Regions from separate parts of the Mus musculus genome. Here all the other regions are linked to region 5. Evidence: chromatin contacts called from public HiChIP or PLAC-seq and promoter capture Hi-C data. All regions are on one chromosome and are shown on one strand. Each heading gives the region's core, a stretch centred on a gene start, on an enhancer-like site or on the middle of the called end of the contact. The rest is flanking DNA. Distances are from core to core; before and after follow the strand shown.

What was found. Promoter capture Hi-C pulls out the DNA fragments that hold promoters and counts their contacts. HiChIP or PLAC-seq counts read pairs in DNA pulled down with a chosen protein or histone mark.
Region 1: a promoter capture Hi-C map of pre-B cells shows a contact between it and region 5, with 4 times the contacts expected there. The contact joins the enhancer-like site here to the promoter of Commd9 in region 5. A contact is called at or near these places in 7 of 39 promoter capture datasets (the 3T3-L1 cell line, the C10 cell line, the HPC-7 cell line and 4 more).
Region 2: a promoter capture Hi-C map of pre-B cells shows a contact between it and region 5, with 4 times the contacts expected there. The contact joins the enhancer-like site here to the promoter of Commd9 in region 5. A contact is called at or near these places in 13 of 39 promoter capture datasets (the 3T3-L1 cell line, 3T3-L1-derived adipocytes, the C10 cell line and 9 more), 1 of 484 Hi-C or Micro-C datasets (ventricular fibroblasts) and 4 of 115 datasets of contacts at active chromatin or transcription factors (embryonic hindbrain, embryonic midbrain, embryonic stem cells and 1 more).
Region 3: an H3K4me3 HiChIP or PLAC-seq map of forebrain shows a contact between it and region 5, with 7 times the contacts expected there. The contact joins the enhancer-like site here to the promoter of Commd9 in region 5. A contact is called at or near these places in 7 of 39 promoter capture datasets (3T3-L1-derived adipocytes, embryonic stem cells, hippocampal neurons and 3 more) and 3 of 115 datasets of contacts at active chromatin or transcription factors (embryonic stem cells, forebrain and large pre-B cells).
Region 4: a promoter capture Hi-C map of the HPC-7 cell line shows a contact between it and region 5, with 2.1 times the contacts expected there. The contact joins the enhancer-like site here to the promoter of Commd9 in region 5. A contact is called at or near these places in 6 of 39 promoter capture datasets (the 3T3-L1 cell line, the HPC-7 cell line, embryonic stem cells and 2 more).
Region 6: a contact with region 5 is called in a promoter capture Hi-C map of the 3T3-L1 cell line, with 4 times the contacts expected there. The contact joins the enhancer-like site here to the promoter of Commd9 in region 5. A contact is called at or near these places in 7 of 39 promoter capture datasets (the 3T3-L1 cell line, cranial neural crest, embryonic stem cells and 4 more), 3 of 115 datasets of contacts at active chromatin or transcription factors (embryonic basal ganglia, embryonic forebrain and large pre-B cells) and 1 of 9 other capture datasets (adipose tissue).
Region 7: a contact with region 5 is called in a promoter capture Hi-C map of neural stem cells. The contact joins the promoter of Slc1a2 here to the promoter of Commd9 in region 5. A contact is called at or near these places in 11 of 39 promoter capture datasets (the 3T3-L1 cell line, 3T3-L1-derived adipocytes, the C10 cell line and 8 more) and 5 of 115 datasets of contacts at active chromatin or transcription factors (embryonic hindbrain, embryonic midbrain, embryonic stem cells and 2 more).

The regions. Positions count from the first base shown.
Region 1 is chr2:102,866,205-102,869,327 of GRCm38.p6, forward strand. The region is part of intron 1 of Cd44 (CD44 antigen); the gene reads right to left. Among named protein-coding and RNA genes, the nearest start is that of Gm23731, 30 kb to the right of the region's middle. Within about 2 kb of position 1,662, at least 102 of the 459 cell types and tissues checked have an H3K27ac peak or open chromatin away from gene starts, as enhancers often do. A contact at or near this core is called in the HPC-7 cell line and pre-B cells, where this site is marked.
Region 2 is chr2:102,674,068-102,677,435 of GRCm38.p6, forward strand. All of the region lies in intron 1 of Slc1a2 (solute carrier family 1 (glial high affinity glutamate transporter), member 2), which reads left to right. LOC115489466 (a long non-coding RNA gene) reads left to right here. Exons shown (of 2, transcript XR_003953884.1): 2 at 1-3,368. Among named protein-coding and RNA genes, the nearest start is that of Slc1a2, 17 kb to the left of the region's middle. Within about 2 kb of position 1,399, at least 16 of the 459 cell types and tissues checked have an H3K27ac peak or open chromatin away from gene starts, as enhancers often do.
Region 3 is chr2:102,588,567-102,591,857 of GRCm38.p6, forward strand. All of the region lies in intron 3 of Pamr1 (peptidase domain containing associated with muscle regeneration 1), which reads left to right. Among named protein-coding and RNA genes, the nearest start is that of Pamr1, 40 kb to the left of the region's middle. Within about 2 kb of position 1,630, at least 6 of the 459 cell types and tissues checked have an H3K27ac peak or open chromatin away from gene starts, as enhancers often do. A contact at or near this core is called in forebrain, where this site is marked.
Region 4 is chr2:102,814,281-102,817,625 of GRCm38.p6, forward strand. It overlaps Cd44 (CD44 antigen), which reads right to left. Exons shown (of 9, transcript NM_001039151.1): 9 at 1-57. Among named protein-coding and RNA genes, the nearest start is that of Gm13872, 69 kb to the left of the region's middle. Within about 2 kb of position 1,446, at least 66 of the 459 cell types and tissues checked have an H3K27ac peak or open chromatin away from gene starts, as enhancers often do. A contact at or near this core is called in the HPC-7 cell line, where this site is marked.
Region 5 is chr2:101,884,583-101,887,714 of GRCm38.p6, forward strand. Commd9 (COMM domain containing 9) reads left to right here and starts at 1,680. Exons shown (of 6, transcript NM_029635.3): 1 at 1,680-1,737. The coding sequence starts at 1,687.
Region 6 is chr2:102,506,176-102,509,253 of GRCm38.p6, forward strand. No RefSeq gene overlaps it. Among named protein-coding and RNA genes, the nearest start is that of Pamr1, 42 kb to the right of the region's middle. Within about 2 kb of position 1,701, at least 27 of the 459 cell types and tissues checked have an H3K27ac peak or open chromatin away from gene starts, as enhancers often do.
Region 7 is chr2:102,657,377-102,660,676 of GRCm38.p6, forward strand. It overlaps Slc1a2 (solute carrier family 1 (glial high affinity glutamate transporter), member 2), which reads left to right and starts at 1,313. Exons shown (of 11, transcript NM_001077514.4): 1 at 1,313-1,925. The coding sequence starts at 1,909. LOC115489466 (a long non-coding RNA gene) reads left to right here and starts at 1,932. Exons shown (of 2, transcript XR_003953884.1): 1 at 1,932-3,300.

The DNA.
Region 1 (3,123 bases), core at 412-2,911, 980 kb after region 5:
TCTCACAGTTGAAATCCCACACTTGGGAGGCTGAGGCAGGAGGATCACCTGAGTTCAAGACCAGCCTGGGCTACATGGTGAATCGGGGTCAACTACAGTGTAAGACCTTGTCTCAGAACAACAAAAATCCAAATAAACAACACTACTGACATGGCCTTCAAAATTCACTTTGGCTTTCCAAAGATACATCAAGCTTAAATCTGAGATGTGACATTATAAGGGACCCTCAGATCTGACGTATGATATCATAATGGACCCCATCCTTAAAGTATCTTCGTTAATAATGACTTTTTTAGGCCCATTCTTCAAATTAATATAAAGTCATAGGAAACAGACAAAATAATATCCAAAAGAGTAATAAAGAAACACAAGCCAACTTCTAAGAAAGCTACACACAGAGACACACACACAGACACAGACACACAGAGATACACACACATGCATACCCACACTCTGTTTCCCACCTATTCTTGTATTATGAGCACATTTCCACAATCAACTGGAAATGTGCTCATAATACACATTTCCACAATCAACTGGTGTTACCCCTTGCCTTATCACTTCTAGCACTATACATTCAGCTGCACCCAGAATAAACTTCCTTCTGGTCAAGAACAATGTGATCTGGCTATAGTCTCTCTCCCTCTCTAGCCCGGGAGTTGCTGGCTCTCTTCCAACTACAATTTTCCCTCAATGCCATCAGCCATTCTGAACACCTCAGGCCTGAGAACACAGCCCTGAATTCTCTTCTACATGAAATGCTCTGTCCTCATAGTGGCAGGGATGGTTCAATTATATTCTGAATTGTCACCTCACGACATTTTCTCTCAGCAGTGACGGAGAATGTGCCTGACTCTGGGTCTTGAGACAGAAAGAAGTGGCTTTAACCCAGACTCTGGACCCTCCAAAGCTCAGCATTTACCAACAAGAGAATACAAGGTAAAGAAAGGAGTTGCTGAAGGAAGTGACCATTTCTATCTAGAGCCACATGCTCCACCTGGACCCTGCTTTGTTCTACATTTCATTTCAGAGTGGATCATAGTGGGAGAGGAGGGTTTTTTCCCTAAATTGTTCCTTGATGTCCTGAACTCTTGGGATTCTGTCATCTGTACTCTTAAAAAAAAAAAAAGCTTTGTATATATATTTAAATGTCAAGAAACAGAAGCTGGGGGAAAATAAAGCAACGTGCACAATTCCCCAGCTTTTAGATGGCTGAGGTGGGAACTCCTCTCAGTGTTTTCAATCACCCCACAGTGTTTTGAACCAGCTTCCCATGTGCTGAGAAGATCCTTCACGCTTAGAACAGGGGAGAGCCACACCCAAACAACTGTTTCATGATGACAAAAGTGGGCCCATTATTCTGAAACTGTGCAGGTGACAGCTGCTCGCTTCTAAAGCAGGAAGCAGATTCCGAACAGCGTCAGACAGATGCAAAACCAAGAAAGAAGGCACCCTTAAGAAGGCATGTAAGCCAATATCAGTTGGCTTCTTTTCTTTGGTTTCTGTTTTCAGCAAGCAGGTACCATAAAAACAAACAAACAAAACAAAAAAAAACCAAAAACCACCACCACCAACAACAAAAAAATCATGAAACACTGGAAGCAGACAAATGAAGAAAGGAGGTTTTGTGCAGTTAATTCCTTATCTCTGGGGCCCAGTGTGCTCTCTGCAGGCACTCGTGCAGTTCTTGGCGGGTGAAGCAACAGCACACAGAGGAAGGAAATGCACAAAGTCCCTTTGAAATACTACTTATTTTTACTGACATTTGCAGCTTAGGTTTCAGTTGACCAGTTTCACAAAGGGAAGCTGTCACTCAGAGAGACAGCCCTTCCAGGGCCTCTCCCTGCTCCAGCATACATAAGAAAAGAAAGAAAGAAAGAAAGAAAGAAAGAAAGAAAGAAAGAAAGAAAGAAAGAAAGAAAGAAAGGAAGGAAGGAAGGAAAGAAGGAAGAAAGAAAGAAAGAAAGAAAGAAAGAAAGAAAGAAAGAAAGAAAGAAAGGAAGAAAGAAAGAGAGAGAGGGAGGGAGGAAAGAAAAAAGAGAGAGAGAAAGAAAGAAAGAAAGAAAGAAAGAAAGAAAGAAAGAAAGAAAGAAAGGAAGGAAGGAAGGAAGGAAGGAGGAAAGAAAGAAAGAAAGAAAGAAAGAAAGAAAGAGAGAGAGGGAGGGAGGGAGGAAAGAAAGGAAGAAAGAGAGAGAGAAAGAGAAAGAAAGAAAGAGAGAGAGAAAGAGAAAAAGAGAGAAAGAAAGAGAAAAAAAGAGAAATGTTTGAATCAGCTTCTTGTAGGTAGAGCTGCTAAGGTGACTTCAGTCAGATGCCACCTGCCGGTTCCTGACCCAGGTGGTTGCTGTCAACTCCTGGTTTAAAAATAAAGGCAGAGGCTTGGACAATGGTTGGGAGATGAGAGGCAGTTTCTTTCTTATGAAAATCAATTCTAGCTGGCCACCTGGCAGATTGGATATGCAAATGCAAGAGAACCCAATGCAAGCTGTGACTTTTGAGTAAAGCCCCTCATGTTCCATGTGCAACAACCAATGTGACTTTTAGGATAGTGTGTGGACATGTGGTGGTTATTTGCTAAGTGTCCCTGTAATTGACTCTGTGTGTGCGTGAACCATCAAGGGCAGAAGAAGACAGACAAACTCAGTCTTCACCTTGCTACCTTAGCCAGGGGCCTGACACACTGCCAGCATCTGAAAATGGCTGCTGGGTCAATAAGAAATTCTCAGAAAATATTAAGTACACGCTTGTGCTTATTTTAATCTCGTGAGACAGAATCCAGATCCTAACCCTCATGGCATTTGGACACTTAGGAATTGCAATGATGGTGCCCCAGACATCAAGATCAACTATCATGCTGATAAGCCATCCATCCTCTCTGGGTCACTCTTGCATTAAAATGGGCCAAACCTTGAACTCTGTGTGTCATTTAAGTCCTGGCAATTTATGAAGGCATTCAGACTCTCCAAGAACGATAGCAGAAGTGAGTGCTTGTGTAGATGTCAGGCACTCTTACAAGCATTTTACAAGTGCTAACTAATCTGCTCCTTAAAACACCTTTAAGAGGCAGGTAATATTAATTACCACTTTCCAGATAGAGAAAGTGAGGCACAGAGAGGAGAGACT
Region 2 (3,368 bases), core at 149-2,648, 790 kb after region 5:
AGCACATCATTAGATCAGATAGTGCTAAGTGTTTTCTAGTCTGCCTGCTTACTGTCTTTCAGATCTCTCCGAGGATCGGGACTAGCTTAATTTATTTTCACTTCCTCTTATTATCTCCATCCCAGGGAATGCTGGTGTAATTGAATTGTCTACTTTGGGAAAGAAACTCAGAAGGGCGTGGAGTGGGGGAGAAGAAATAGGCTTAAGCCAGTGAAAAGGCCAGGATTGGGAAAATGTGTCTTTTTGCTCCTTAGGAGGTGATCATCTTCATATGGTGCTGGTGGTCAATGATATATCCCTGCCCAGCAGTCAATAACCAGCCTTCTTATTGCTAAGAGTTAGCAGGGTTCAAGTAGGTTACAAAGCCACCCTTTGGGCAACAGCTCATCTCCTGAAGCCAAAAATAGATTTGCCATGTTCACCTGTGTCCCTGCTCTACTGCCTGGGAAAGACTACAAATTCCTCTCTCTGCACTTCTTTCAGAACACAGTGGATTCTGGTCAGATGAACATCACTGAGCCCTCGCCTTTCCTGAGACTGTCTGTCTCCCTTCAGAACTGTGTCTTTTCTTTTTCCTTGTTCTTTGCAAAGGGAAGCAAGAAGCTGGAATGAATTAGGCATTCAGATACAAAGAAGGGCTCTGAGTCAAAGTTGGTATTTAAATTGCATCAGTGAATAAAACCTGGGGCTTGACAGTTTAACTGCTTATAAAACTGATTTAGAAGAAGAACAGTTACCAGAAGCTGCCGGTTCTGTGGCTAAATTGTTGCTTTTGATTACTACAGAGCTTCTTAGAACATTTAATCATTCCCAGTGGAGTCCCCTTACTGTGACTTCCTGCAGGTAGAGAAATGACATCTTTAAGTATGTGTGTTTGCTGCTAATCCAAAGGAGAATGCTTTACACACACACACACACACACACACACACACACACACACACACATTTCCCCTCTGACATGGACTTCTTTACTTTCCTGGTGCTTGGCTGTGTTTGGGGGTATTTGTTTCGTTCTCTTGGGATAAGAGGGTGAAAACCATTCCAGGAACCGTCGGCAGGACAAACAGCCAGCATCTGAGCCTCCTAGGGAAGTCCTTAGCTGCGGCTTCCCTCATGGCTAGTAGGGTGCACGAATACTAAAAGCCTGCCAGATTCAAATCCAAGTCTGCAGGTTCTGAAATGAAAATAAAATCAAAGTATAAATTCTACATTTTGTAGTTTCCTCTGACACAGAGGCCATTGTAAGTCCCGAGAACCAGGCATGCACCCACGTACTATCTTCCTCCTTCGGGAGACTCATCATGCATTTCTAGTCAAACCACTGTCCAGGCCATCCACCAAACCACTGTCCAGGCCATCCACCATTGTTTGACAAACAGGCCCAACCATTTCTCCCAGCAGGGGGCGCTGTGGGGCTGATGACCACAGGCCGGGCAATGGGATTTTCCTGCCACTCTAAAGCAAGAGCCAGAGGGTGAATGGCTCTTTCCCAGTCCAGCACCAGCTGACCCCTGGATTTTAAAGAAGGAAAGGCCTGATACTTTGATTTTCAAACATTCCAAGTTACCCTGAGTTGTCAAATCAGCCAGAGATCCAGAGTTCTTCGGGGACTACCTTTTGCTGGGAGGAATTTGGCAGTCTTGGTTCTTGTTACCCATTTTGGCCCTAGATCCTCTCTCTCACGTTGTGCTCCTGGATTCTCCTCAGCCAAGTGCAAGAAGGAGCCTTGATTCCAGATTCAGGTACGTGTAAAATGTTTCTGTCTGGGTTATTGACAAACTGGTTTAAGGCGAAGGGGCGATTGTATGATAGATCTGGAGTTGGCTCTAAGGCTGAACGGAAAGGTACTTGAGGAAATAAAGAGAACATTTGAAAGCTTGGAGGCGCCCCAGAATAAATAGTTCAAGAATGAAGGCACAAAAACAGATATTCTTTTCAAAATGACTAACTAGGCACCCCAGAGGGCTAACTTGTGTTTCAAGCCAGTTGGCAACAAGATTAAAGTAGGCATGGAAACCCTGTTTTAGTTAAAGGATACTCTCCCTTAGGAGTCAGCGTCCATATGTCCTCTAAAGGGCTTTCCCCTCTGCCTGTGGCTAAGCTACGGAGGCAAACCAGTGAGGGGGGTGACTTGCTCACATTCTGAAAGCAGGAAAGTCACTGTTCTGCCCCCAGATGTAGTTTTAATGTCTCACTGGAGGCATTTTAAGTGAAGGCTTGGGATCCTTTTGCTACTGGCTCACAGGGTGTTTGTTGAATGGGTAAATGAGCGAGAGCCTCCGGAGAGAAAGCTTGTTAGAGGAGTCTTTATCATAAGAACTTCAGATTTCTCCATCAAGAGCATCTCAGATTACTTGGGAACAAACAGAAAGGACCAGAGAAGGAGAGCCAGCCAGCTTCACCGGCATGTGCTGTAGTGTTTGGCTGGGCCTTTGAATAACAAGTGGCTCCCAACTTGTTATTTTGCTCTGTATCCCACAGTTCATGGCTCCATTTCAGGGAGCCTTGCAGGACCAAGCTTATACGCAGTCCCCCTCATGGTGACCGTAAACAAGCTAAAAGATGAGAAGAGACCCCGAGAACGCCTGCTGCTTAACTGTATGCTAGAGTAGTCGAAGATGAAATACTTTGCATAAAAGAGCTCCTAGGAGCCAGCATTGCACACAGTTATGAGGAAGTTTGAATCCCTACTTAAACCCAAGAAAAACTTCCTGTCTCTTCACTCATTAGCTTAAGACTTCAGGAAAATTAATGAGCCTCTTTAAGGCTGGGTGTCATTTTTAGTTTTAAGTAGGAGCAATGCCACCTACTCAGCAGGGTTTGGCATAGAAGGTATATGTGAAGGACTCTAGGCCCAGTGCCCGGGAGGTGGACATCTCCCAGTAATGGTAACTGTCATTGTTCTTGGAACCATAACTCTCTGGTTACCTGTAGCCTTCTGTGCTTAGCTTGAGCCTTTCACCAGCCTCCTGACTTTCCAGGTTACTTGGTAACATGTAGTCTGCACCCACACGTATGTTTGCTAGGTCTTTTCCATAAAGCTATTGGCGATAAGATTAGAAAGCCGGCCCAGGTGTCTTTGATGGTGTGAGTGGTGTGTTTGCACCTGCGGCTGCCAGGATAGTTTCCCCCTCCGCTGTGCTTTCTACTCCTTACTTGTTAGAATTATTACACACGGTATTCCAAATCTCTGTCTCCTGTGATGGCTGCCCGGATTTTGTACCACAGTCTCGGGTAGAGACATCTACATAACATAGTCAGGTGAAGACGTGAAAAGACAAATCTTCAGGATAAACAGAGGAAAGAGGTCAGTTTGGATAGGTCAAAAGCAAGAAGTTGGGCTGAATAACTGAAGGCACTTGCTGCAT
Region 3 (3,291 bases), core at 380-2,879, 700 kb after region 5:
CAAGCTGCTCTGATATCCATACACATGAGATTCATAAGCATGTATGTACACACACACACACACACACACACACATCTAATTCCTAAATATAACCTCTTCAGTCTGGATAATGTTATATATACATAATGATATGTATATTTTCAGGGATGACCATTTGGCCTTGAACAACTAATTGGTGTGCTCTTCCCTGGGGACGAGCACCTCCTCCATTCCTGGCATTCCTCTGTTTTTTAGAGTTCCTTGTGTATGGCTGAGCCTTGTGGACCTTTCTTCATCCAGTTTGGCATCCAGTCCACTGATGTCATCCTCACTCAGCTCGTGCAGTCGTGCATGGGACTTAATAGTAGCTTCTGATATTGCTAGGAGACACAATTTCCAAACAAACTCCCTGATCTTCTTGCATTTATGATCTTTCTGCCCCCTCCTCTATAATGTTCCTGAGTTTTAGGTACAGAAATATTCTGTAAATTTATCTATTGGAACTACATTCTGGTTAGCTGTGATTTTTTGCAGTGGTCTCTGTCTGTTGCAAAGTTAGGAGAACTGATTTCAGTTTGTGTCAAGCTGACAAAAACTAACCCAGAAGGCCAGAAAAGTGACACCTGACAGGTAATTCTAGCAATATATCAAAGGCTCATTGAAGTGGAGCCAGTGCCGTGTGCAAAGGTCATAGCTAGGAATGCTACTTCAGTGGCTAGGTGAGAGGAAAGAGCAAGTGATGAGAGGAGCTTAAAGAGCAAGATACCACTCATTGACACGCTAGAAGTATAGCGAGGGACCTCAAGTTCGTCTGAATAGCAGGTAGCCAGAGATATCCCATGCATGGCTTTCCTAAAGTCTCTGTCAGTTGTGTGCTGGGTTGAGCTTCAGTATAAAAGCTGGCTGCAGAGTCTGACTTGTTGGGTTGCCAAAGGCACCACTCTAAAAGTCGAGCTTTCTTCAGGACAACAGAGTTAGCTCAGAGAAGATACCGATCCCATTAGACAGGATAAGTAGGAAGTTTGTGGTATTATTTATCAGATGGTACATTCATTCAAAGGAATGCACCCCAGGTGCTGGACACATAACGACAAGCAGGCAGCCGGTCTCTTTCATGGTAGAGCCTGCCATTCAGCAAAGGAAGATAAAAACAACAAGACCAAGTAAAAACAAACCTGGAGAGCAGTCCATTCCGTGAAGTAAACAAACAGAAGAAGGGCCAGATTCCTCTCTGCATCCCATTCTGTCTGGGACACATGGGAGGCTCTGATTGCATTCTGCCTGTTTTGAAAGCCTCATTCCACACAGTGTATGCCATCACAGCCGCAAGTACAAATGGTGCATTTCTTATGGAAGCCCAGTCTGGTCATCACGGATTACAATGAACCCTCAAGGAGAATGAAGTCCATCTGTGGAAACAAGGTCAAACCCAAGACGACAGCAGTTTCATGTTCTTAGGTACTTGTTGCCTATGTAAATTCAAAGCAAATTCAGGGGAAGAAGCAATGCATTTGTCTGTCTGCTGAATGCTTATCTGGAGTTGGCCATTATACTGCCTTCTGTGAAGGTGAAGAGGGGATACCATACTTGGGTGGTCCTATTCTAGCTGGGGCACAATACAGGTGCTGCAAGGCTGTACCACTATTTTCCCAGTAGATGGCGCTCAAACAATCCTTTCCTGCCTGTCCTTTCTCCTGAAGGAGGAGGGCTTCTTTCCTGTAGGGAAACTTTCCATTTCCCTTCCTGAGTAACATGTAGAATCTTAGCAGGAAAGGGGGAAGGCAGGTCAACACTGAGAGGCTCAGACATTTGGAACTAGAGAGACAGAACAGCACCTTAATTTGTTACTGTCTGTACTTTTGATGATATTGGCACCTCCTTACAGTCGTAACAGTCAGTATGTGATCGTTTCATCCATGGTTATGAGATTCTAGTCTCCAGGAGAGTACCTGCATGCCTAAGTCTAGAACCCAGAGACTTGGATCATTTTCATCTTTCTGCATTAGGACAGATAGTTTGATGGTCTCAAAACTATCTGTGCTGGGAGCCATGGGTGCTATATTACTAAAAGAAAGATCTATTTCTTTGTACTTTCTCAATGTTTCAGTTAAAATAATTTCAAGTCTACAGGGTTGAAAGAACTCTCTGTGTCCATGCTGTCTACTTGGATTCACCAATTATCACTTTACAAAACGTAACATTCTTTCTCTTTTTAATACTACAAATGTTAATATTTTGTGTTTTATGATGTTAGCATAATCTCTCCTTCCTGTGTTTTCCTCTTGAGAGACAGGGTCTCAGGATGTAGCCCACTGTGGCCTGGAGGCCTCTGTCTTTCTGCTTCATCCTTCCAAGTGTTGGAATGACAGCTGTATTTCATGATGCCTAATTTTTCTTTCTGAACCTCAGATTTGGCCAGTGAAGACTTTAAAAACCACCGTCACACTGGTTTTGAGCACCCCTCCCTCCTCCTTTTCACTCCTCATAAGCATTTTGAGTTCACCTGTACTTCTTTCCCAGGTCCTCAAACCAGCAACTTCTCTGTGACTCTGAGTTTCTTTCAATGGTGGCACTCAGGGCTGTGACTAAGTGCTTGCGATTTGAGGTGCTGGTGTCTAAAGTCAAGAGCAAGGCTGATATCAGAGCTCTTTAGACTGCAGAGTTGGCTTCTCTTTATTGACTCTTTGAGAATTTCACATCATAGTCCGCAATCACACTCACTTCCCATTCCTTCCATATCTGTACCCCACTGTGACTCCCCAACAACAACAGCAACAAAGAACAAGTCTAATTTGTGTTGTCCGTAGACTTACTGGAACATGATCAAACTCCCAGCAGCCTACTCTCTAAAGAAAACTGAGACCTTTCTGCCTGCACCTCAACCAGAAGCCATCGATTGTGGGAGCAATTCTCCAGCATCCTTGTCACACTTTAAAGAGTTCTCTTGGTGGCTTCCTTTTTAGGCTGTTACTTTTCAGGGAGGGGGTTGGGGCCTGAGTAGGGGGTATCCCAGAAGCCTTCCATCTTCCTCTTTTTCAACTGAGTGCCTGCAGCCACCAACATCACTGCCAAAGTAGCTTCCTTGCTCTTTGATCTGGAGCTCAGATCATGGGCTTCCTTGTGTTTTCTGGTGACAGCATAGACCATAGACACAGCCCCTGGTGGTAGGACCCACATGTAGGCTTCAGCAGCATCATGGACTATGGTGACCCTTGGAGGAGGTCTAATCCAGAAAGTGAACCATTGTTCACCTTCGGTCTCCATCATTGCCTAGAGCCAGGGAGATCCTGCAGCTGGGTGGTATGCTCTAGG
Region 4 (3,345 bases), core at 196-2,695, 930 kb after region 5:
CTGTCTTCCACCGTCCCATTGCCACCGTTGATCACCAGCTTTTTCTTCTGCCCACACCTGATAAGTTTTAAAAACATCATATGAGAAAGGGTGCAGAAGTCAATCAACCAACCAACAATCGTTATCATGACCAGTACTGCTGGGGATAGCATCATGATCATCACCATAGTTTAGTGTGGTCTTCCTATGTGTCCAGAACTGAGCATGGTGCTTTCTCAACTTCATCTTCCTGACTCCAGAACTTCTTAAAGTGAGATTCTTTAGTTTAGCATCAAAAGGGAACTTCTCAGATGTGAAAATTATCTATCTAATCTATTGAAGAAGAAATCAGGAATATCAAGAGCTGGGCTCCATAATCTGAAGTTTAACAGTCTATATTTGCAGCTACTCTGGGGGCTGAGACAGGAAAATCACAAGTTCAAGGCCTTCCTGGACTACAACAATTAAGTACAGACCAGCCTGGATAACACAATGAAACCCAGTCTCAAAGAAGGCAAAGAAGACTGAGGATATAGCTCAGTGGTAGAGTACTTGCCTAGTATGGATAATGCTCTAGGTCAGTGGTTCCCAATCTTCTTAATGCTGCAACCCTTTAATAAAAGCCTACCATGTCAAGGTGACCTCAACTATTAAATTATTTTCATTGCTACTTCATAACTGTAATTTTGTTACTGTTATGAATTGTAATGTAAATATCGTATATGTTGGATATCTGACATGTGACCCATGTGAGTCATTCAACCCCCCTCCCAAAGGAGTCAAGACTCACATATAGAGAACCGCTGCTCTAAAGTCAGTCTCTGGTTTCTTAAAAAATAAAACAACCAAACAATAAACCACCATACTGCAGAGGTGTCTGCTCCAGCCTTTGAGAATCAGAAGTGTAGAAACCCAAAGCTATTACTACACCCTAGCCCCTTTAGAGTTGAAGAAACTCCCAGGGGCATGAAAATCCAACAGTCTTTCTAAGTCAACACACAATGAAAGAGGAAGGATTCAGACACTGATTCATCTGACTCTGGAGCCCCGGCTCTCCTTCCCTGTGCAGTGCAAATGTTTGTTTCTGGAGCATTATAACTCTGCAGCCTCAGATAAACCATGAGGACTGTGATTGTAAATCATTTTGATCTGTGTACTCAAGAAAGTTCCGCTACTTCCTCTTTCAGTCAACACTGTGTTGCTTTGTCAGTATTATTGCAGCTTGTGTGGGGAATAAGAGAGCATCAGTGCTCCAGAAGGGTGAGGCCATATTGACTCTCCTCACGGTCGGTTAACTTCCACAAAGTCCTGCAATAAGACATTTGATACCAACAGAAGATAAACCATTCGTGCCACTTTAAGGTTTCTTAGCAATGTGATTCAAGATTTTAAGGCAGGAGAAGGGCTTCTATGGTAAAGCGTGACTCTGACCTTGTCCTTGTGATTCTAATGACACTGCCTGGCCCCTCCCAGCCTGATTCAAAGCTTCCTCTTTGTTGTAACCTGATTGTTGTTGTGCCTGTAGCAGTTAGGTTAGGCTAATGGAAGCCAAGTCTTACAGCTTCACAGCTATGATGAGGGGAAATGGATGAACATTTATTAAATGCATGGTTAGCTCTAGGCAAAGCACAAGAAGTTGCTATCACCCCTCATTAAAGTGACAATCACTTCCATTTTACAGCACTGAGAAATGAGGGTCAGGGCACTTTTAAGGCTTGCTTGAGGTGACAAAAGTAAGAATGACTGAGACCACCATACTCAGCCCTCAAGTTTCAAGATTAGGTGGCTGTGCTCTGCCTGGTTCTGTCCATGCTGGAGGTTTGGAAACAGTATGAAACTGGAACGGTTCTCTTTGCTGCAGGGTATTTTGAACTCTAGAGACAAATTGTCTATTATTTGTGATCATAGGCTCTTCCCTGTAAGACTGCCAAGGCCATAAACTTTAATCTCTTGTTTGGGGAATATATATATATATATATATATATACACTGCCTCAACAGGAAGTAGATCCTGTATCATTTAGCATAGGTGTGAGTGGGGAAGGGTAGAAGGGAAGATACTTCAACCGTGGATGAGGGCTGGGAACACCACCAACAAGGTCCATACAGACAGCAGGGTGTGTGGCAAAGAGCTTTCAAATGCTTAATGCAGCTGTGTAGCCTGAAGCAATGCACTTGACTTCTCTGAGCCTCAGCTTACGTGCTTGTGAAATCAGGCTGTTAGGACTGTCAGCCTCACAGGATGGTGGGAATTCAATAGACAGTCTACTGTTGCTATTTATTGCTTTTATGAATATTGTAGGTTGAACAAACTAAGGCCTTAGATAATCAGAAGAGAACCTAGGATATAGCAAGCATTCAAGCGCAGGCTGTAGTTAATAGAATGGAAGCCATGTGACATGAACTCGAATGGTTTCTTTGGCTGCTGTCACTGTAACTGTCCTCACAGGAATGATGGCATCCTATAGAGAACTTTATTCCCCTCCTTTGGGCTATCAGACCATTGTAATAAGGGACACCAAGAAATTAGAATTTCCTAATATCATACTTGGGAAAAGCAAAGCTGAATCTTGGTGCAAGCCAGAGGGGACCTTGTCTTTGGGAGAAAGATTTCACATCTTTCCCACAGCTTTAACAACTGCTGTGCCAGACAGCCTGGAGCCCACACGATACTGGGTCAATGATAGGTGGGGTCTTGCCATCACTGAAATTGCTTAGCTGCCAAACATCTTATCCTCTATTTATATTTCATGTCTGGACTCTGGAGCTGGATTTGGGGAAAGGATTGTCAAGGTATATCTTTCTTTGTTCCTCTTCCCAATGGTCATATTGTCTACCTTTTCTTTCTCTGCTCTGAATCGACTTACCTGTTTAACTGGCCTACTGAGAATGAGTGGCAAAGCCTGCTTGTTAAAGCTGCCAGAGATCAGGCTAACAACCCCAGCACTCCACCTGCCTTCCTCTATGCATTGGCAAGATAACTCAAAAGCTGGAGGCGAACACTGCCTGTATTATTCCAAACTCTCAGGTGACCTAGCCTGTGTTCTTAGAGGAAACTTGCCTCGCCTAACTAAGTCCCATTTGCTTATCAACCAGATTGCTGAGAGGTAGGATGAAAAACAGCAAAGTGCTTGTCAGTACAAAAATACGTCAATTCACGCAGGCAGGACCAGATTGACGCTATTCCTCTAAGTCAGTTGTTCTCAACCTTCCTAAGACTATAATACCCTTTAATACAGTTCCCCCATGTTGTAGTGACCTCCAACCATAAAGTTATTTCTGTTACTACTTCATTTCTTCATAATGTAATTTTGCTACTATTATGAATCGCCATATCTAACATGCAGGATGGTCTTAGGCAACCCCT
Region 5 (3,132 bases), core at 430-2,929:
AGCTGCTCCCAGACAACAGGATGCATCAGATTGGTCTATACTCTTAGCACATTCCCTGAATCCCTGGTAACTGTTATCCACTGGTAACCCTCCACCAGGCTGGGTTTATTCAAGGAAGAATGACATCTTTAAAGTCAGGTAGCTTGGGAAGCCAGATCCTTCCTTCACAGGTTTCTGTTTCTTTCTTAGTTCTGGAAGCCTGTTCTTGAAGTTGGAGTCACTCCCCATCTTGCAGTTGAAGTAGATACAGTACCCAGCAAAGAGGGCAAGTGCCAGGGGAAATGGCTGCTTTGGCTGTCATCATTGCCCCATCTGGATGTCAGCTTTCCCTAGTAGCTGGCAAACAGTAGTTAGTACCTCATTCTGGAAGCTCACAGCCTGCAGCCACTTTGAATCAAGACATGGAAAGGCTACACCTAAAGACTTATACAATATTTCAAAGCCAGAAAGCCTGGGATGGCTCAGTTGAGTTGTTATGCTTTCAATTTCTCAAGTGCATTGGTTACTGGTGTGTCACTGTGACAGGAACTAGATGGAAACAACTTAGAGGAGGAAGATTTATTCTGGTTCATGGTTTCAGAAGTTGTAGTCCAACATGGCAGAGCAGGGTGGCAATAATGTACAGCCAAGACTTCTTACACAGCAGCAGACAAGACACCATGCAATCAGGCCAGAACCAGAAGCAGCATAACCCCCAAAGGCCTGCCACTAGAGACCTTCACTAGCAAGGTCCCAGATCCTAAGGGTTCTAACATTCAGCAGTCCCACAAAGCTAGGGTCCAAGTGACCACAGGATGAACCTGCAAAACAGATTTCAGACTCAACCCATAGCAAGGTTGTAGTTAAGCCTTTGACCCAGCGACTGCCACTTTCAGACTCTCTGAAGACTGGAGGGTCTGCCTCTGAGGAAGGTGTTGGCAGGTCTTGCTGCATGACCCTCAACACTCAGTTTTAAGGGAAAGAATGCAGACAGAAGAGACCGTGCCGGAGGTGCACAGAGCTAAGATAGTCAATATCTTCACACGCCTTCTTCCTTTCTAACCCCTTTCCTAATCAGCTGCCCTTCAAACCAGACCTCTTCTTGGACCACAGGAAAGTTACTAAGAACCCTAAGTGACTTAGCTTGACTGTCTGGATAAGGCTAGTTACAAAGGCTCCTATCTCTCCACAAACAGAGAAGAAACTATATGCCTTGAAGCGTTGTTTTTTGTTTTTTGTTTTTTTTGTTTTGTTTTGTTTTTAGGGAGTACTGCAGGCATGTGAGCGTGTGTGTGTGTGTGTGTGTGTGTGTGTGTGTGAATTCCAAGAATTCAAATAGGCAAAGCTTCATTTAAATCCAGATGGTGAGTAGGCCGATCTCTTCTGGGCATCTAAGTTGCCAAGGTGTCTGCCAAGTCTGCAGGTGCATTCACCAGATCAGCCAGCCTACCCAGAGGGGCAAAGGCAAAACCAGTTTCCCTGACCTAGGATGTCCAGCCAGTTGTTCCCTGGAAATCATTCTATATCCGAGTTCTCTCAGTATCTCAGCCCTCTGGTCTTTGAGCTTAGTCATACAGGAGGAAGACTTCCTGGTTCTTTGCACGCCGTTCCCGCCAGCCACGGTGAAGAACTACAACTCCCAGCATGTCCTGCGAGGGGTCACGAGGCACGCTCCGCTTGCTCCGGCTGTCACGTGACTCCAGAAAGATGGCGGCCTTGACAGCAGAGCATTTCGTGGCGCTCCAGAGCCTACTGAAGGTATCTTGAAGGGGTGGGGACGCGTGCGGCCACCGTCTTAGGGTCTGGGACTTGGTGCAAAGCAAGAATTGGGAATAAACCGGCCCTGACTTGGAGCATTGTCCCACTCCCACCCTACCCGCCGCGCGTCAGTGCTTCTTTGTGTGACCCTGAGAAAATCGTTCAGCCTTTCTGAGCTTTTAAACAGGAGCAACAAAATTAATCACGCCCAGATATTAAGGTGGAAGTAAAAATCAGATAGTCGATGTAAATACACCCAAGAATTAGTGACCACGAGTGGTTTTATAGATTGGAGCACTTGGGTGACAGTCACCAGTTCCCATTTCATCCCAGTCTTTACGCCTCTCTCAGGGAAATTCTCTCCTTCTTGTCACCCTAGTACTTCTAGGGACGTCATAAAGTTTGAGTTACTCCTTAGAAGGGTGGCTTTGCATTCCCTCTTAGGACTTATTACTAGTGTGCACACACCATGGATGTCTTTGTGTTCTCTTCTGAGGAACATGATTTCTGTTTCTTCTTGTTTTCCTTTCTTCTCTCTTATCCAGTTGAAGATCAGAAATGATCCTCGTGACACTGTCATTATAAGTCACACATATAATGCCCTTTCCGTTATCCATCTTCCTAGTGTGCATTTGCTCAGTCCACTCCTGAGCACTTTGACTTCATTGTTCACAAGCCTATGCCAACAAGAACAAGACCTGGCACCCAGTATGTGCCGAAGAAATAGCTATGAAGGGCTTTAGTATAGTGGAGCTGTGACTAGGATCCAAGAGTTCTCCTTAGCAGCTTTTTCTCTTCCTTGTGGTTGATTTAAGCCATTCCTTTTCCATGCTTGCTTGTCTTGGGACATTTTCTTTTCCTTGGTAAGTTTTGGAAAATAACATATAGCATACTGAAATCATTAGTAATTCCCTTAATGACTACACACTCATGTAGCCAACACCAGACCACAGACTGAGACACCAGTACCCCCAGTGCCTCCCTGGTTACTTACTTCACTTGCCTTCCCAACAGTGCATAGCTTCGGACACCATGTACTATTACTCAGTCTCTGAACTCCACAGAAATGGAACACTTCTTCATATCAGTGTTCACATCTGGCTTCCAGTCATGATTGTAGCAATAGCTCATTTTCACTGCTCTATTGTTTAAATACACTTTATTAAAAGCTAACTATAATATCTCCTGTAGTTGTGGGAAATAATGCAGAGAGATTTTTGTCCCATGTTCCTTAATGGTGACTTCCTGGATATCTACAGAACAATATCACAGTTGGGGTATTTACATTGATCCAGTAAAGCTCCAAGGCATAGCTATCTATGTAAGACCCCTGGGTTGACATCTTACAGCCAAGCTCACTTGCAGTTGGCCTCCAGAATTCCTTGACACTTCAAC
Region 6 (3,078 bases), core at 451-2,950, 620 kb after region 5:
CTCCAGGTTTTACTGGGTTTTTGGCACTCCAGGTTTTACTTGGTGGCATAGGTGTCTAGTTGAGTTGTCGTCCCTGTTATTTGGTGACTCCATTTAGATTCCTTTCATATACGTATATATTTTAGGCAGTCTCTACAGTAGTAGAAGCTTTTTAAAGTGACCTTTCATTATTATCTGTGCTCCTTGTAGTCCTTCTAATTCTGGCATTGCATGCTCTGCATGAGTGCGTGAAGCTGGGCGTGGGTAACCAAGGTTCCCTTCTTCCTTGCACAATGGCATCCACTCCTTTTTCTTTATTTCCAGCAGTGAGGGAGTGTGTTGTCTACAGAGCACTTAAAAACAATAATAAAACAAATGGAAATTTGTTCTGCTTTTTATCATCCCTGTACACCTGCCTGAGATGCAATGCCAGAAACAAAATATTTGAAGGATTACAGAATACACACTGTAAAATAAAAGCTCTTCAGAGCTGAAGACATTTAATTCTTGAAAGCTTTCCTCTGCCTAGGAGCAGAGCCTTACCATAGAATTTGGCTGCCATAGGTCAAATTGGGAGCAAACTGGGAGTGCCAACTCCTGTCACTGGTGATGAAAGGTCAGAGCCACACCCAAACACTTGATAGACATTGTCAAAGATCTACTGTGTCTCCCATCTGTTCTTCTATGTGCTCATCTGTCATCTCCACCCAAGTCTTGTGCTTTTCCATCAAGAGTCCTTTCTCTCAGATCTCTGGTTAAAATGGCAGATGTCAAATTCCAATCACCACCTCCTTGAGTTGCATTTCATTGTGAACTTCAGTAACCATAATTAAGCGTGCCGTTTCTCTTGCTAACCTGGTGTCATTAGCTTAATTTATGCATTCTGTTATCTTGTATTCCTCATACTGGAGAGTAAACCCAGGGCTCTATACATGCCAGGTAGCACAGCACCTACTAAGCTATATCCCCAAGTAATTTACAGGCTTCTAAGTACTGAAGCTAAGAGGATAAAGACCCCCCACCCCAAACTCCTCACATGGAGAGTTTCAGGCATTCACTGTGCTCTAAAGAGACTTCCTGGGACCTACAGCAGTCACTTGAAGCTGTAAGGAGCTTCTCAGAGAAGTCTGATGTTTAAGAATACTGGATCCAGACTAGGAAGAGCATAGCTTTCCTATGCTTCTGGAAAGATCTTTGAATCTTTCTTTCCCCTAGACAGGGTTTCTCTGTGCAGCGCTGGCTGTCCTGAAACTTGCTGGGAGTAAAGGCATGTGCCACCAGGACCTATCAAGGTCTTTGAATCTTAAAGGACACTGATTGATTAGTGATATCTACCAAACACAATAGGATGAGGGGTGGAATTAGGATGTCGGTAGGTGTTTACCAAAGCCGCATGTAGCTGTCCTCCTATAACTCTTTAAAGTATCAATAGTGTTTTTCTTCATGCTTTCTTTCTCTTCTGAGCCCTCCCTCTTGGTAATTTTTAGCAAACCATTCCTCTTGAGTCACATATCTTCTTTGAGTTCAAGAACAGATGCTGAAGAACCAAGAGTCTCTGTCAGCATCTGCCCAGTGGGCTTTGCCTCTTGGCTTATCTTGTTTTTCCATTCTTTTTCTTCAGAGTTCTGGAAAAAAGCTTGAGGGTGATTCATTTGCCCTGTGCTCCAACTTGAAAACAAAAGAATCTCTAGCATGAGCAATAAAAGAAGATTGTTGGCACGTGATGTTATTACATTCCTTTTCGTTCTCATTCACAGCCGTCCTTTTGAAGCACTTTCTAGCGCTGAATCCCCATGCTGCTTGGCATTTGGGGGAACAAGAATAGGACAGACAGAATGCCTGGTCTTTGAGAAGTCAACCAGGAGCACTAGATTTCATCAGGCAACTAGGAGTGTTAAGTGCTATGATGGGGTGCGAAGAGAGTGTAAAGAGGGAAGAGGCACAATTGTCTGCAGGGGATGATGGAGAGTTTTCTGAAGTGTTAATCCTGTCTTTGCCCCTGTGGGTTTGTTAACTTAATAAACTTATAATTACAGAGAATGTTCTATGTGCCAAGTTCTGATCCAGACATGTGTGCTGCAGGGGTGAACTAAACAAAGATCCCTGCTCTCAGGGAGTGTGCATGGTAATAGAGGGACCAGATGGGAAATACTGAGGCAGCAGGCAAGGATCACCACGTCAGATTTATTAGCTGGTAAACTGGGGTGGGGGAATGTGGTTTGGCTGGTGCTGTGATGGCTTCTCCCTTCTCTTTCTACCATCTGCAGGCAAGGTGGACACTCCTTGTTCCATCCTGCTCAGGCCAGTTAGAAAGCAGGTCCTGGGCCCTGACTCATGTGTGCTTTCCCCCTAACTTCAGTGTATGTAAACCACTCCCAATGAAGGGAAGAGTGTAGGAACTGTACTGGGTCAAGATGCAAAGAGTGGTTCTGTCTCAGAGCCAGGAGCAGGCGTGTGAGGCTCTACTTCATTTAGATCAGGAAAGAGTTCAGAGAGTTAGGTGAGGAACTGTCCTCTGGACAAAGAGAGCGAGACTGGGTTTCAGACCAAGGAGAAGTAGGCATCAAAGCATAGATTATGCATAGAAAGCCCTGGTAGTGTTAACATTTTACCTCCTTAAAGGACAAGATTACAGTTTAGTTTACAGATCTTAATTGATTTATTTATCTATTTTTAATTCTGGAGCTGGGCATCCATTTCATTCCATGGAGTAGAGTATGTGTTCTTGTAGGCTTAGATTTTTCAATCCTATTTTTAATATGGGTTCTTAAATGCTTTAACCTCCCTTCTAGCCCATCACCCACCAGAGGTAATGGAAAAGAAAGGTTATTAGGATATGGGGGAAATGGACCTGTTTAGAAATTGTTCTTTGGAGCAAATCCTATCTGCATTGTCAGGAAATCAGCAGTTCAGTTCACAGGAATCAGCAGCAGCAGCTTGATCCACTCTCAAGTACTTCATGAATGAACAGTTTAGTTCAGTAGTGTCAGAATAGCAAACATGCATCAGCACCTAGCAGAAACAGCCAAGCCTCAGCCTAATCACCATGAGTCGGCGATCAGGAGAAGTTCTCTTCTGTGCCTTTCTGTGTAGATCAGC
Region 7 (3,300 bases), core at 63-2,562, 770 kb after region 5:
TGCTAGGCACCGGCATTCCAAGCATACAGCACCACAGCTGGTTTAACAGAACAGGTTTTGAATGCAGTTCATTCAGTTACTTATTGAGAACGAAGGTGACCCCTCCAGTTTGCCACGCATGCAAAGAAGCGAAGATGTGGAGCATGGATGAGAAAGCCTCTGGGCTAGAATCCTGGAGGGGAAAAGAAGGAGAAAAGAAACTAGAATGCTGGAGTTCTGAGATGCTGCTCAGAGGAGCCTAGCAGGTCCCAAGTGACCTGCTCACACCTTTTGACATCTTTGTTTACACTTTTAAACCTCTCAGTAGAGTCTGTTTAATTCTTATCTGGGCCCTGCAGAGGTGATAGGTTTGAGTCCCAATGTCCAGCAGAGGAAAAGAAGGTTTTGCCTTTTAGGTGGCCACGGGGTCAGCAGGTGGAGGACCTGTAGGTGTCTGGTGTGTCCCAGTCCTCGAGATAATAAAAGCTGAGCAGAACTTGTCATTATTATGCAAAGCTGGGCAGGAGGCTTGGACTCTCCCTCGCAGAAGGCAGAAGCCCATCTGTCTTTGCACGCCTCCCCCCACGCTCAGAGGCCTGCTGAGAACTGAGCCCTGGGTGGGTGAAGGAGATGCGTCTCCAGCCCTTGGCCCTGGCGTGTGTGTGTGTGTGTGTGTGTGTGTGTGTGTGTGTGTGTGTGTGTGAGAGAGAGAGAGAGAGAGAGAGAGAGAGAGAGAGAGAGAGAGAGAGAGGGAGAGAGAGAGAGAGAAATTATGGCATCCCTCACACCCTGCTCGCCCTCGGGGAACCACATTAATATTAATCTAGACGAATGATTGAATGTCCGGGATTTATTCGGGCCCGGGTAAAGAAGGACCCGCAGCTGGGTCGCGTTTCCTTCCGGTCACCTGAGTGTTTCTGCAGCTCAGATTCAGTGGGACTTCTACTCTCAGAAGTGGTAGGATGTGGGTGGGTGTGCCGGCCTGTGTGATGTGAGCCCGAGCAGATGTCCAGGGAGTGATGGGGAGTGCCAAGGCTTCTCCAAGGATTGGGGACGGAGGGGCATCCCGGGTCTCAGCGCTTGGCCCAGCACAGGGTGACCCAGGGCCACTCAGACTCGAGAGGAAACAATAGCGACTCCTTAGACCCTGGGATCCTGCCACTGGCTTTCCAAAGCCTTCCCGGACTACCGGCGGTGCCTTTTTTTTTTTTTTTTTTTTTTTCTAATTTATGACTGGAGGCTGGTGGGGGAGGGACAACAGAAAAGGGACAACGTCTAAAGATGGGGGGCAGGGGCGACAGTTAAAGAAGTCGCCCCAGGCTGCGGCGCGGGTGATGTCAGCTCTGGACAAAAATAGAGAGGGATCGCCTGCAAATCCCCAGCTCCGGCTGGGCTAAACCTTGCAATCCCTCTTCGGCCGGCGCCGAGCCAGGGCGCAGCGGCCTCTACCGCCTCCCCCGGCGCGCACACACCAGCACACGCGCACGCACGCACACACTCCCCCGCACTCGCACTCCCGGTCTTCCCCATCCCGCTCGGTGCCGGCCACTCCTGGTACCGGTCTGCCCCGCGGCGAAGCACACAGACACGCACACACACAGGTGGCTGCTGGGAAGCGGGGAGTGTGTTCCTGCAGCCCTGCGGCCAGCGCGACCTCGCAGCAGCCGGTGCAGGATCCCCGCAGCGCCCCTCGGAGCGCTGGCCGCGAGCCGCTCACGGGACCGCGCGCGGTGGAAAGCCGGGACGTGGATTAGCGCCCGCAGCAGCCTCCCGCGCGCGCCGAGGCGCTAAAGGGCTTACCCAGGAGGGGGGTGCGAGGGCGGAGAGAGGCTGCCCGTTAAATACCGCTCTCCGCCGCACTCCGGGCTCACCCAGCTCGCCGCCACCGTCTCCAGACCGTGCCCGGGAGGAGGGGGCGTTCCCCACGCCATGGCATCAACAGAGGGGTGAGAGCTTTTCTGGGTGCCCATGGGGAAGAGGGAGCCGCGCGCGGGGTGGTGCTGCCCTATCCCAGATGGGGACAGAGAACTGTGACCCTGGACCCCTGAAACCCTAGCAGAGCGCTGGAGGTGGTGGGAAAGGGGTCTGGTTTCTTTGGTAGACTAGCTGTCTTTTGAGGACCGGGAGGATTTAACGGAAAGGGGTGAAAAAGTGTGAAAAGAAACCGTGGAGGTTACTTCAGAGATTTAAAGACAATAAAGAATTGTCCACGGAGCCTGCAGGAAACACTGCCTGGGCTGCAAGGAGGGGACCAGTTGGAATGAATGAGCCAGGATCAGAGCCGGGGCGGGGCGAAGAGAAGCGCACAGCCTTGAATGCTAGCTTTGGGCGCGCACGGGTGTGTGTGTGTGTGTGTGTGTGTGTGTGTGTGTGTGTGTGTGTGGGGTGATGATGGCAAGACCCCAGCCCAAGAGGTCTTTGCCTTTGGATATTAGAATTTCCCTGGCGAGCTGCAAGGAAGAGTGGAAGAGATTTGGGTGCTTCCCGAGAGGAGGGAAGGAAACCTGTAGCTTGGAGCAAGAGTTTCCAAACTATCTGGACTATCACTGGCATTTTTATTTTGCCTGTGGCCTTGGAGGCGCCCCTCGCCTCTTGAGGCTGCAGTTGGCATGATGATCATTTCTGTGGTAGGACAACTGTATTTAGCAAGGGGAGAGTATGGGGGATGCACAAGTCCCTTGAATACTCATTCCAAGGTATCCTGGTCCTGTCTCCCAAATGCACTTCTCAGGCTTCCCGGAGCCTAGAACAGAATAAAAATAATAACTAGGGACCCCAGCTTTTGGGCTACTTCACAAATGGCACTAGCTGCTTTGGAGAGATCGGTGAACCTACATGTGACCTCAAAAGCAAGTATGAGGGTCTTCTCGGGACTGTATACTCGAGTCCTTGGTTCTGGCATTTTCTGGGGGCATGTTTAATAGAAATCAAACTCCGCCAACTTTCGGTGAGGTGGTGGGTGGTGAGTGGAAAGATGGTGTTTAAAGCCAGACATCGAGATTCCAACCTCAGACAAAGAAAATACGTCTAAATCTGCCCATCTTCATCCAAGAGAAAGAACCTATTCATCTATTTCTCTCATCCCACGAATCTTTCCAAACATGCCTCGCATCTTGTCTGACATAAAATTTCTTCACATTGCTTATTTACCAGTGTGGACCTTTGGAGTGGTTACTTATCAGAAAAGGTGCTCTACTTTGGTGCTTGTGTGCAAGGAAGGCAGTATCATGTGCTCAAACATATCTCTAGAATTACATATTAGGAGCCCACATGACTTAACATCAGCACACTTCTGTGTTTGGTTTTAAAGGCTTTCATCTT